Linked DNA regions of Oryctolagus cuniculus: region 2 is linked to region 1. The links are chromatin contacts, called in public Micro-C maps. All regions are on one chromosome and are shown on one strand. The core of a region is the stretch at or near the end of the contact, and the rest is flanking DNA. Distances in the headings are between cores, read along the strand shown. Region 1 holds the start of RAPGEF2 (Rap guanine nucleotide exchange factor 2). Region 2 holds the start of PPID (peptidylprolyl isomerase D).

Evidence for each region. Hi-C and Micro-C count contacts between places; a contact is called where the count stands out from the background.
Region 2: a Micro-C map of ear pinna shows a contact between it and region 1, with 3 times the contacts expected there. The contact joins the promoter of PPID here to the promoter of RAPGEF2 in region 1. A contact is called at or near these places in 2 of 6 Hi-C or Micro-C datasets (ear pinna and an unstated tissue).

What each region holds. Positions count from the first base shown.
Region 1 is chr8:138,218,565-138,223,486 of mOryCun1.1, reverse strand. RAPGEF2 (Rap guanine nucleotide exchange factor 2) reads left to right here and starts at 2,600. Exons shown (of 29, transcript XM_051831661.2): 1 at 2,600-3,667. The coding sequence starts at 3,599.
Region 2 is chr8:138,638,595-138,643,516 of mOryCun1.1, reverse strand. PPID (peptidylprolyl isomerase D) reads right to left here and starts at 1,931. Exons shown (of 11, transcript XM_008273485.4): 1 at 1,692-1,931; 2 at 102-242. The coding sequence starts at 1,776.

The sequences.
Region 1 (4,922 bases), core at 1,351-3,850:
TTGGGAACTTGGGATACCAGTATTCCATATCAGGGCTCTGGTTTGAGTCCCTACTGCTCTGCTTCTGATCCAGCTCCCTGCTAATGCACCTGGGAAAGCAGCAGAAAATGGCCCAAGTGTTGAGGTCCCTGCCACCCATGTGGGAGACCCTGATGGAGTTACTGGATCCTGGTTTCAGTCTAGCCCAGCCTTGGCCACTGCAATATTTTGGGGGGATGAATCATCATAGGATGGAAATTTCTACCCTTGTCTCTCCCTATCACTCTGCTTTTTCAAATAAATAAATCTTTAAAAAAGGGATGGTTTCAAAAATCACAGTGGGGGAGGGAGACAAACAAGTATACAGTCCATCAGACAGTGGTAAATAAAGGAAGAGAGCTAGGGTGGGTGGAGATATGACTTCTAAAAAATTTACATATTCATTTCACAGGGAGATGGGTGTGGGTCCTGTGTGTGCACACGCGAGCGTTCGGGAGTACACCTCCCATCTGCTGGTTCAGCCTCCAAATGTCTGTAACAACCAGGGTCGAAGTTGAGTGCCAGGAACTCAACCAGATTACCCATGTGGGTGGTAGAAACCCAATTACTCGAGCCATTACCACTGCTGCCTATGGTGTGCAATAGCAGGAAGCTAGAATGAGGAGCTGGAGCCAGGAATCAGACACAGGTAGTCTGATGTGGAATGCAGGTGTTTTAACCACACGCCAGATGCCTGTTGTAGAAGATGACATCTGAATGAAGATAAAACAGAGGTAAGGAACAATGTCCTATTTATTGTCTTTCTTCCCCTTCCCTATCTTCTCTCTTTTTCTGAATGCAGGTGGGCTGGGAGAGGTAGAGGATAAGACAGGCATTAGAAAACAGAAGATGGGAAGGCCATGAGACCAGAATTTACTTACTGTTCCAGAAACAGCAAGGAGGCCAATGTGCCTGGGAAAATGAGTAGGGAATAAGAGTGTCAGAGACAGAAAGAGGGGGGCACCAGGTCCCTAGGTCATTCAGGCCATGGTACCTTGAGTGAGATGGGGGGCTAAGCAGAGGCATTATTTAAGTGGAGTGAGAAGAATCTCTCTGGCTGCACTGTTGGAACCAGACTGTTGCAGGAGAGGATGGAGAGAGATCAGGCAGATGCTTACTGCAAAGTGCAGGCAAAAACCATGCTAGCTTGGACCCAGGTCATGCAGCGGAAGTGGCCGCCAGAGGTTAGCTTCCAGGAAGGGCACTCTGAGCTGACAGTTTTACTGAGCCCTGTGGGAGCCTAAGAGCAAGGTGTAGAAGGTATTACTGGGGATGGAGAAGCACGTGGGCGGGGCGCGTTTGGGGCCTGGTTTGCACGTTCCTAAGCAGAGTCTGTCAGACACCAGGTGGAGACGTCAGGTGTACTTTTTCACTTCATTGGGTTGGAATAACCCCTCCTGTTTCCGGAGCAGCAGCAGCGGCACATTTTCCACGTCCCTTTGCTTTCAAGGTGGAAGTCTACGGCAGAGAAGTGAGAGAGCCACACAGGGAGGCGCTTCAGCAAGGGTAACATAAGAGGGTTTATAGACACAGTCCCTAATTCAGACTCAGTTTCTGAGGGTCGCAGGGAGATCTGTTCAGCGACACACAGGTGACTTAGGGACGAGCAAATGTGAACGGACAATCTGTTCCAATAAACTGGATGGTCTAAAAACTCGTTTTGAAAAAAGTTCGGTGTAGTAGCTCACACACAAAAAAAGTCTCAGTGGCTCCGTACGTGAATTTGTGTTTGGGGAAAGGTAAACAGAAACAAAACCCCGGGACCAGAGCAGCCAAGCGCTCCCCAGTGCCCGGCTGCGTGTCTTGCACACCTGGACCACAGCTCAGGGAGGCAGCAGGCACGGGTACCCTCTCAAATGACCTGCACCGAGTGGGTCGACTTGGAAATCTGGGGTCCAGGGGACGTCTCGGCCCAAGGCAATAAACGCTTCTGATGCTATCGACAGAAGTTGCGTGTAGTCTGGCACGTCTGGGGCTGCTTCTGGGTCTCGTGTAGGCTTTCCCCGGCCTAACTTTGTGGTCACTTAAGTGTCTGAGAGGCGCCACAGCGAGGTCGCCAAGGCAGGGCAGCCACACGGTCCTTGCGGGACGTCGCAACTAGCTCCTAAGAGGATTTGGCCGCAGGGACGCTGCGCGCAGCCACCCTCCGGCTGGAGGGACGCCCGGCGCGGCCCGAGCTGCGAATTCGGCTTCGGGTCAACTTCCAGCCGCCGGCTCTCCCGGCGGCGCGGAGCCCGGGGCCGCGCGCTCCCTGCTCGGGCCCCGGCGCGCGCGCGCGCGCGGCGCCTCGGCGCGGCCCGGCTGGGCAGGCGGCCGGGCCAGCTCGGCGCAGGTCCCCGGGGCCCGCAGGCGGCCCGAGCGCCCGGCTCACCTGCCGGCCGCCCGAGGTGCGGCTCCCGAGCGAGGGCGCGGCCGGCGGGCGGTGCAGGCGGCGCGGGGAGGCGGGCGCGGCGCGCGCGGGCCGCTCCGCCCCGGCGATGACGCGGCGGCCGCCGACTCGCCTCGGCCCCGTCGCTCACTCCTCACCATGGTTGCGGCACAAAGCAACAAGCCCCGGAGGCCGCTTCCTCCCTGAGGAGCGGCTCGGGCGGCGGGGAAGGCGCCGGCGGAGGAAGAGGCGGAGGAAGAGGAGGGCAGTCGCCGTCTCCCGAGCACCCTCGCCGCGGGGGGCTGCGCGCGGCGCTCGGCCCGCAGACGCCCGCTCGCCGGACCCCGGCCGCCCGCGGCCCCTGCTGCCCCTCCCCCGGCCCGCGCAGACGAGGAACAAAGTTGCCGGCGGCGGCTGGGCCCGAAGGCTGCTCCGGCCGCCTGTGCGCCGGGGCAGCCCCGCTCCGGGCGTGCGCATGGGGGCCGGCGGCGGCGGCCGGAGCGGGAGCAGCTGCAGCGGCGGCGGCGGCGGCGGGGCGGCCCGAGGGGATGCAGCAGCAGTCCGGAGGCGCGGCCGAGTCCACTAGACGGAGACCGGCGGCGGCGCTCGGGCTTCGCAGCGCCCGGACCTGAGCCGGAGCCCCGGTGCCCAAGGACTAGGGGCGCGGGAGATCGCAGCGCTTCCCGGGGACCCCTGGGCGGCGGCGCGAGCCCCGGAGAGGAGGGGGCAGAAGAGGCTCCGCCTGCCGCGGCCCTCCCCCTCCCCACTGCCACTGGTACCTCCCTAAAAATAACTCGGGCCCGCCGGGCCGGGAGGAGCCGCCAGTGTCCCCCGAGAGGAGCCGGGGAGGCGTGCCGAGCCAGGGCCCGGAGGGAGCCGGGCGCGCCTGGAAGCCTCGCAGGCCGAGCGGCGAGGAAGCGGAGGAGGAGGAGGAGGAGGAGTTCCCGGGCTCCGGGCCGCAGGGACCGACCTCGGCCGCGGGGTTCGGGGCAGGGCGCAGCCCGCGCCCTTCGCGCCCGTCCCGCGCTCCGGAACGCAGGGCCCCGCCGAGCCGCCCGCCGCGGGCCCAGCGCCGCCGCGGGTTTGGCCGATCGGCCCCGGGCGGCGGGCGGAACGCGCAGGGCGGAGGCGCCGGCTGCGCTGGGCCGGGAGGAGGCCGGCGAGGGTGCGGAGCGGCCCCGGCCCCGGCCCCGGCCCGGCCGGCGGGGGGAGATGGCGTCCTACGTGGATAACAGCTTCCGCCAAGCCGTGATGAAGAACCCCGCGGAGAGGACCCCTCAGGTGAGACCCGCGGCGGCGGCGGCCCTGCACTTGACCGCGTCTCCCCCGACCCGCGTCCTGGCGCCGGTCGCCCTGAGCACCCTGCTCGTCCCACCAACCGCATCCCGTTGCCAAGGCTCTTCCCCCGGCCACCCTGGGCCGATTTCCTCGTCCCTTGGATTCTCTTCTCCCTTACGCGGCTGTCTGCACCCCTGACCTCCCCTGGGTTGACCCGGCTGGAGGGGTGTGCGTGTTGGGGGAAGGGTTCTCTGGCCTCCCTCTCCCCGGAGCTTCTGGGTCTCGCGGGCGGGGGTCGCGCCTGCCTTGGCCAGGTGTTCTTGCCTCCCTGTCCTCAGGCTCCGCTCCTGTCCTAGCTGGTGGCCCCTCTACCCTTGCAGTGGGGCGCCGTTGGCCAAGGTGGAGTTCTGCACGGTTCCTTAAGGCACAGACGTGTTGGCTTTGTAGAGTGGATCGCGGGGGTGCCGGTGTATTTTTGCTTTTTGGAAAGAGTGGCACAGGGAGGCCTGTTCCAGACAGCCCCGGGAAGGGCACCCTGTGGGTTCTTGCGGAGTTGCACAACCTTGTCAAAATTAGATAACTTTGTTAACCTTTATACCTTTGTTTACCTTCAGGCTTATGTTTCTCTCATTTTAAACAAGAGGAATTGCTGATGGGGTTGGATTTGGTCATCTCAGGTTGGAGTAGAGAGGCAAATTGTATTCCAAATATCATGGGTTGCTTTTCTTTGCGTCCGGTTGCTGACTGCATCCAGGATCAGGATGCTTTTTCCTAAGCTGGGGGTGGTGGCTATTGGGAGTCCTGCTTGCCAACCCGCTCAAGGCCAATGAGTCCTCCTAGTGCCTGGGACCACCAGACGTCTAGGGTTAGGTGTTGGATGCCATCTGTTCAAACCCAAATGCTCTCCTGTTCTCTGGCGTGGATTATTATTATTTAATGTGGAGAGAATAGCATCAAGTAGAACCTTCCACTGGCTGCCTTGGACAAGCCCCAAGAATGGCACCTGGTACCGTTTTTGATTTTTTTCCCCTTCTCCTGATGGAGCTGCCACATCTGTGGGATCATGGCTAGATCCCGCACATTTACCAAACCTGTGGAAGATGGGCTGTGGTTTTACAAGAAAATGCATTTCGGTGTCTCCAGAAAGCTGTTTTTTGTTTTATCACGGCCGAGGAATGTCTTGCTTTGATCTTGCTCCTCCTCCCTTAGCGCTGCCTGCCTCTCACGCGCCTTCCTCGCTTCTTGCTTTGGCAATGGC
Region 2 (4,922 bases), core at 682-3,181, 420 kb before region 1:
TAACCTTTACTGCCTACTTAGTGTTTCCTCCTCTAACTGGAAAGGAACAGGATCTGATTATCTGCAAGAAGAGCAATCAAACTCATAAAGATCTCACATACTTCGATGGAAAGGGCATCCTTTGAAGTGGAGAGGTTTCCCAGTGGTGGGTCCAATGCCTTTTTCTCCTGTGCATAGTGCACGGAAATTTTCTGCAGTTTTGGGTACAATATCTGCAAACAATTCTAAGACAATTCGACCAACTAAAAAAAGGAAAAAAAATCTTGTTAGTATGCAAAACAGCCAAAGAGGCAAATGATAAAAGGAGAGTTGAACCAATTACAGTGACAGCTAAGATAAAAAGGAAGCGGAGTGCAGGCGGTACCAAGTTCCTTTTATCTTTCCCTTTCGCACCTTCAGGAACACAGTATATTGCTGTGAACTAGTTACCGCCTTGTACACTAGAGCTCGAATTTACCCCTCTTATCTAACAGAAATTAAGTACTGCCCAGCCGCTAGGAGCACCATGCCACCTGTGAGGGCACGCGCTGCCTGCCTGTGTTCTGCTTACTTCACTGTGCACACCCTCCTCTAGCCTCATCCCAGTATCTCACTGCGTGTATACAGCGATTTTTATCCCTCTGCTGATGGGCACTTGGGTGGATTCCACTATCCTGGCCGCAGAGGATCCGGACAGAGGGCAGGTTATCTCTGATTACACTTCCTTTCCTTCGGGTACAAAGCCATAGTGGGGCTGCTGGCGCTCCCCGTCATTTACTAACCGAAATCCAGGCTACCATCTGAAACACCACACACACTATCAGCTGCAGCGGCCGGCAGATGAGCACCATTTAAGGGGCGCCGGAAAGCAGTTTCAAAGGCAGGGTAATTTCCCCCACAGCCAACAGGGGAAAACCGAGTACCCTCACAGCAGTGCGGTGGACACCCTTGATCTGCGACGGTTCTGTGTTGCAGCCTATATGAAACAAAAGCTGGAGAAAATTCCCGAGACGGGGCAAAATAAGCCCAGTCTGAAAACAGGTCGGATGCGCCTGTGAATGCGCACGTGGGCCCCGCGCGCGCATCCAAACACGGCCAGGTCGAAATTCCAGCAGTTTCAGAACAAAACCCAAGTGAGACGCACAGCAACACGCCCCTGAAGCACCACGCCTCCACAGCTGCCCTGCAACCCAGGCAAGCCCACGGGTGCTGCGAGCGCGGTGCCCCCAGGCCGAGCCGGTGAAGGCGTCTGCACGTGCCCCCGCGCCTCTACGCCAACACCCCGCAGCCGCCAGGAAAAGGCCCCTGGCAAACGAGCCCCTGAAACAGGTGCAGCCGGGGCGCGCGTGCGAACGGCGCGCGGCGCGACTGGAGCCCGGCGGACCGCGGCGCCGGGAGCCCTCCGAGCCGTCCCGCCTTCTCCGGAGAATTACGGTTTTCTGAAAAGCCAAAGGGTGCACGGGTGGCGAGGTCAAGTCCAACCAAATCAAGACAGGCGAAGCGTAAAGGGCCGCCACCATGCCTGACCCAGAAATTTCCAGAAACTTCCGCAGGACCAATGGCACTGGCACAAGGGCGCCCGCGGGCTCGACCCAGTTCTGGAAGCCCGGGCTCGTTCCCACGGCGCGGCCTAAGCGGCCACCTGCTCCGCGCCCCGCCCTGGGAGCCCCCCGAAACCCCGGGACCCTTCTCGGGGCGCCAGACGCCCTCACCTCGCTCCTCCCCGATGTCCACATCAAAGAAGACTCGGGGGTTGCTGGGGTTGGACGGCTTGGCTTGGGGTGACGGGTGCGACATCGCCACTTGCAGACGCGCGCCAAAGCACAGCCCCGAACCGCGTGCACCGTCGGCCGCCGAAAAGCCAGAACCCTCCGAGCAGCAAGCTGGCGGCGGCGCTGCGGGGCCACTTCCGGCCGGGCCCGGAAGCCCCGCCCGACGCCCGGAAGTCCCTCCCCGACGCCCGGAAGTCCCGCCCCGACTTCCGGCACCGCCTCCCCGCGGCGGTCAGCGCGCCCGTGTTCGTGCGTCCATGGCAGCCGCTTGCGCTTCTCCCTGAGCGTGGAGTTAGAAACCGCGATCCCCTTTAGTGTTCTCGCTCGCGCGTCGTCGCCTCCCCACCGTCTCCCTGCCCTCCCCAGCTCTGCCAGAGAAACTCAGTTTGCTCGTCTGGCCAGTGGGGACGAACATGTTCGCCTCGGAAGATGGCGTTCGGATGAAAGACAGACATCTCTCAGCACGATGCCTGATGTAAACTGGGCTGCCCGTCAGCGGGAGCTGTGTTGTTATTTACGTTGATCTTCGCACTATAACCTTGAATGGTGGGCCAAAAAGCGGACGCTGAGAATCCAGGAAAAAGGACGGATTGGTTCCTGAGGAAACCGCATTATGAGGGCGTCCGTTCCCTGACGGGCCTGGTAAAACGCCACGCTCCATCTTCCTGCGTGGGGCGCTCTCGGCCTCGCTCTTGGAGAGAGCCTGACTGGAGACGTCTGCTCGTGCGGACGCATTGATTCTAGTTCTGATAGAGCCCACAGCGAAAACGCAGCCCGATGCTTCTCAGGGCACGAAGCAGCTTTCCAGGCTTGCCGGGGTTTTTTGCTAGAAAAATTTTTTAAAAATTTAAAAATAAATAAATAAATAAAACTTACTGGCGGCAGTGAGGGCATATTGCTCGGAAACCCGGAGGTGTGTGTTGACAAAGGCAGCCTGCGTGGCTGTTCGGAAGGAAAGACCCCTGCTGGTGTTATCAGACCTGCCACCGGCCAGCCAGAGATACAGGCCCGTGTCCTTCACTGCCCGGCCTGCGGATGCGCAAACCTTAGGATGACAAAGATCAGCCAAGTTCCTGCTCTCAGCCTGAGATGGCGTGTAACGAGCACTAGAGCAGATGTCAAAAAAAGAGGAAAGATCGTTCCAAATGCCGGCTACAGTGTGCCCGCACACGGGGAGTGTCACCAGTGCCAAATGCCGGCTACAGTGTGCACGCACACGGGGAGTGTCACCAGTTCCAAATGCCGGCTACAGTGTGCACGCACACTGGGAGTGTCACCAGCTCCAAATGCCGGCTACAGTGTGCACGCACACGGGGAGTGTCAGCAAAGAACGGTCGCTTAACTTCTCGGAACCTGCTTCCTTTTAAGTCACTGTAATAGTGAAATGTTTTTGTCTCTTTATTTTAAAATAATCTGGGGTCAGGTTTGGGCAGCCAAGAAACTGGTGCACCGAGGTTTATTGCTCTGTTTTCCTTGTTTTTGTATATTTAAGATTTTTCCAGGTAAAAATCTATTAAATGGCAAAAAAGAAATTTCTTGTCCAATTTGTGTGTATATTACTGGGTGCACAATATAAAACTAAATCATTAGTAATTAAATTGTCATGTAGTTTTTGCAAGAAAATGATAAATTCTTGGGGTCGGAATCTCTCCAATCCAGTCTCAAGTCTGGGCTGCAAACTAGTAACTTATGCTTTGTCTCACATATGTCACAACAATAGATTCACATTAAAATCTTTTTAAAAGATTTATTTATTTATTTGAAAGAGTTACTCAGAGAGGAGAAGCAGAGAGAGAGAGAGAGGTCTTCCCTCCAATGGTTCACTCCCCAATTGGCCGCAATGGCCAGAGCTGCACCAATCTGAAGCCAGGAGCTTCTTCCGGGTCTCCCACGTGGGTGCAGGGGCCCAAGGACTTGGGCCATCTTCTACTGCTTTCCCAGGCCATAGCAGAGAGCTGGAACGGAAGTGGAGCAACCAGGTCTCCAGCGCCCAAATGGGATGCCCACACTTTAGGCCAGGGCGTTAACCTGCTGCACCACAGCGCTGGCCCCCATTACAATTTTTATCCTAGAGTCCAGTGTTGTGTAGTAGGTAAAGCCACCGCCTGCGGTGCCGGCATCCCATATGGGCCTCAGTTCAAGTCCCAGCTGTTCCATTTCCCATCCACCTCCCTGCTAATGGCCTGGGAAAGCAATGGAAAGCCCATGGGCCTCTGCCGGTGGGAGAACTGGAAGAACTCTATCAATTCCTGTTTCTCTCTCTGTAACTGAAAAACAATTCATTCTAATCCTCTAGCTGAAATTAGCCTTTAACTTATCTTTGCAAAAACAGTCACGTTTATACCATAGCCACTCAACCATTCTTAGTCTGATGAATGTACCTGTACACTGGGAAGATACTCAAGCACTTCTCCCCTCCCATTCAGGTGCTAATAGGTAACCAGCTTGTGACTTTGGCCAAATTACTTAGCCTCTCTCTGACTCATTTGCCTTCCCTGTAAATTAGGATAAAAATACATTTCTCATAAGATTTTTATGATAATTAATCTAAGGTGTTGACATATCTGACACATTAAGTATTCAGTAAGTAAAAGCCACTATTATTAAACATGAATCGCAAATATTTTATTATAACAATTACTAATATAAACATACCCAAGATGGGAGTTAAAACTAAAAGGAAAAAAGAGCTTTGAGGATTCTTCTATATGCCTGTAAGACAAAAATAATGTGATTCGTCCTGTCATACAGGTTTCCAGGTGTAAAAGACCGAGCCACGTGTTACTCTCACTGTGTCTGGATTTTTCACATTAAAGTAACAGCTTTATAAATCTGTTCTATTCCTAGAACCAAACCAAGTAAGAGAGGCATAGCTTTGAAAACGACTCAGAGCTGGATCTCTAGCAAAAAGATAGGCCTCTGCCAGAAGGCAAGCTGTGTAGCTGCCAGCTGCTCACTTACTTAGATCAGGGTTTCTGAGTTCTGACATCACGCCTGTGCTTAACAGGAGTATGGGGGCAAAGCCAACCAAGAGCATGTCTATTTCTTAGGGCCAAACACAATTTCATGTCTTTTCAAAAAAAAAAAAAAAAAGATTTATTTATTTATTTGAAAGGCAGAGCTAGGCCAGCACCGCAGCTCACTAGGCTAATCTTCCGCCTTGCAGCGCCG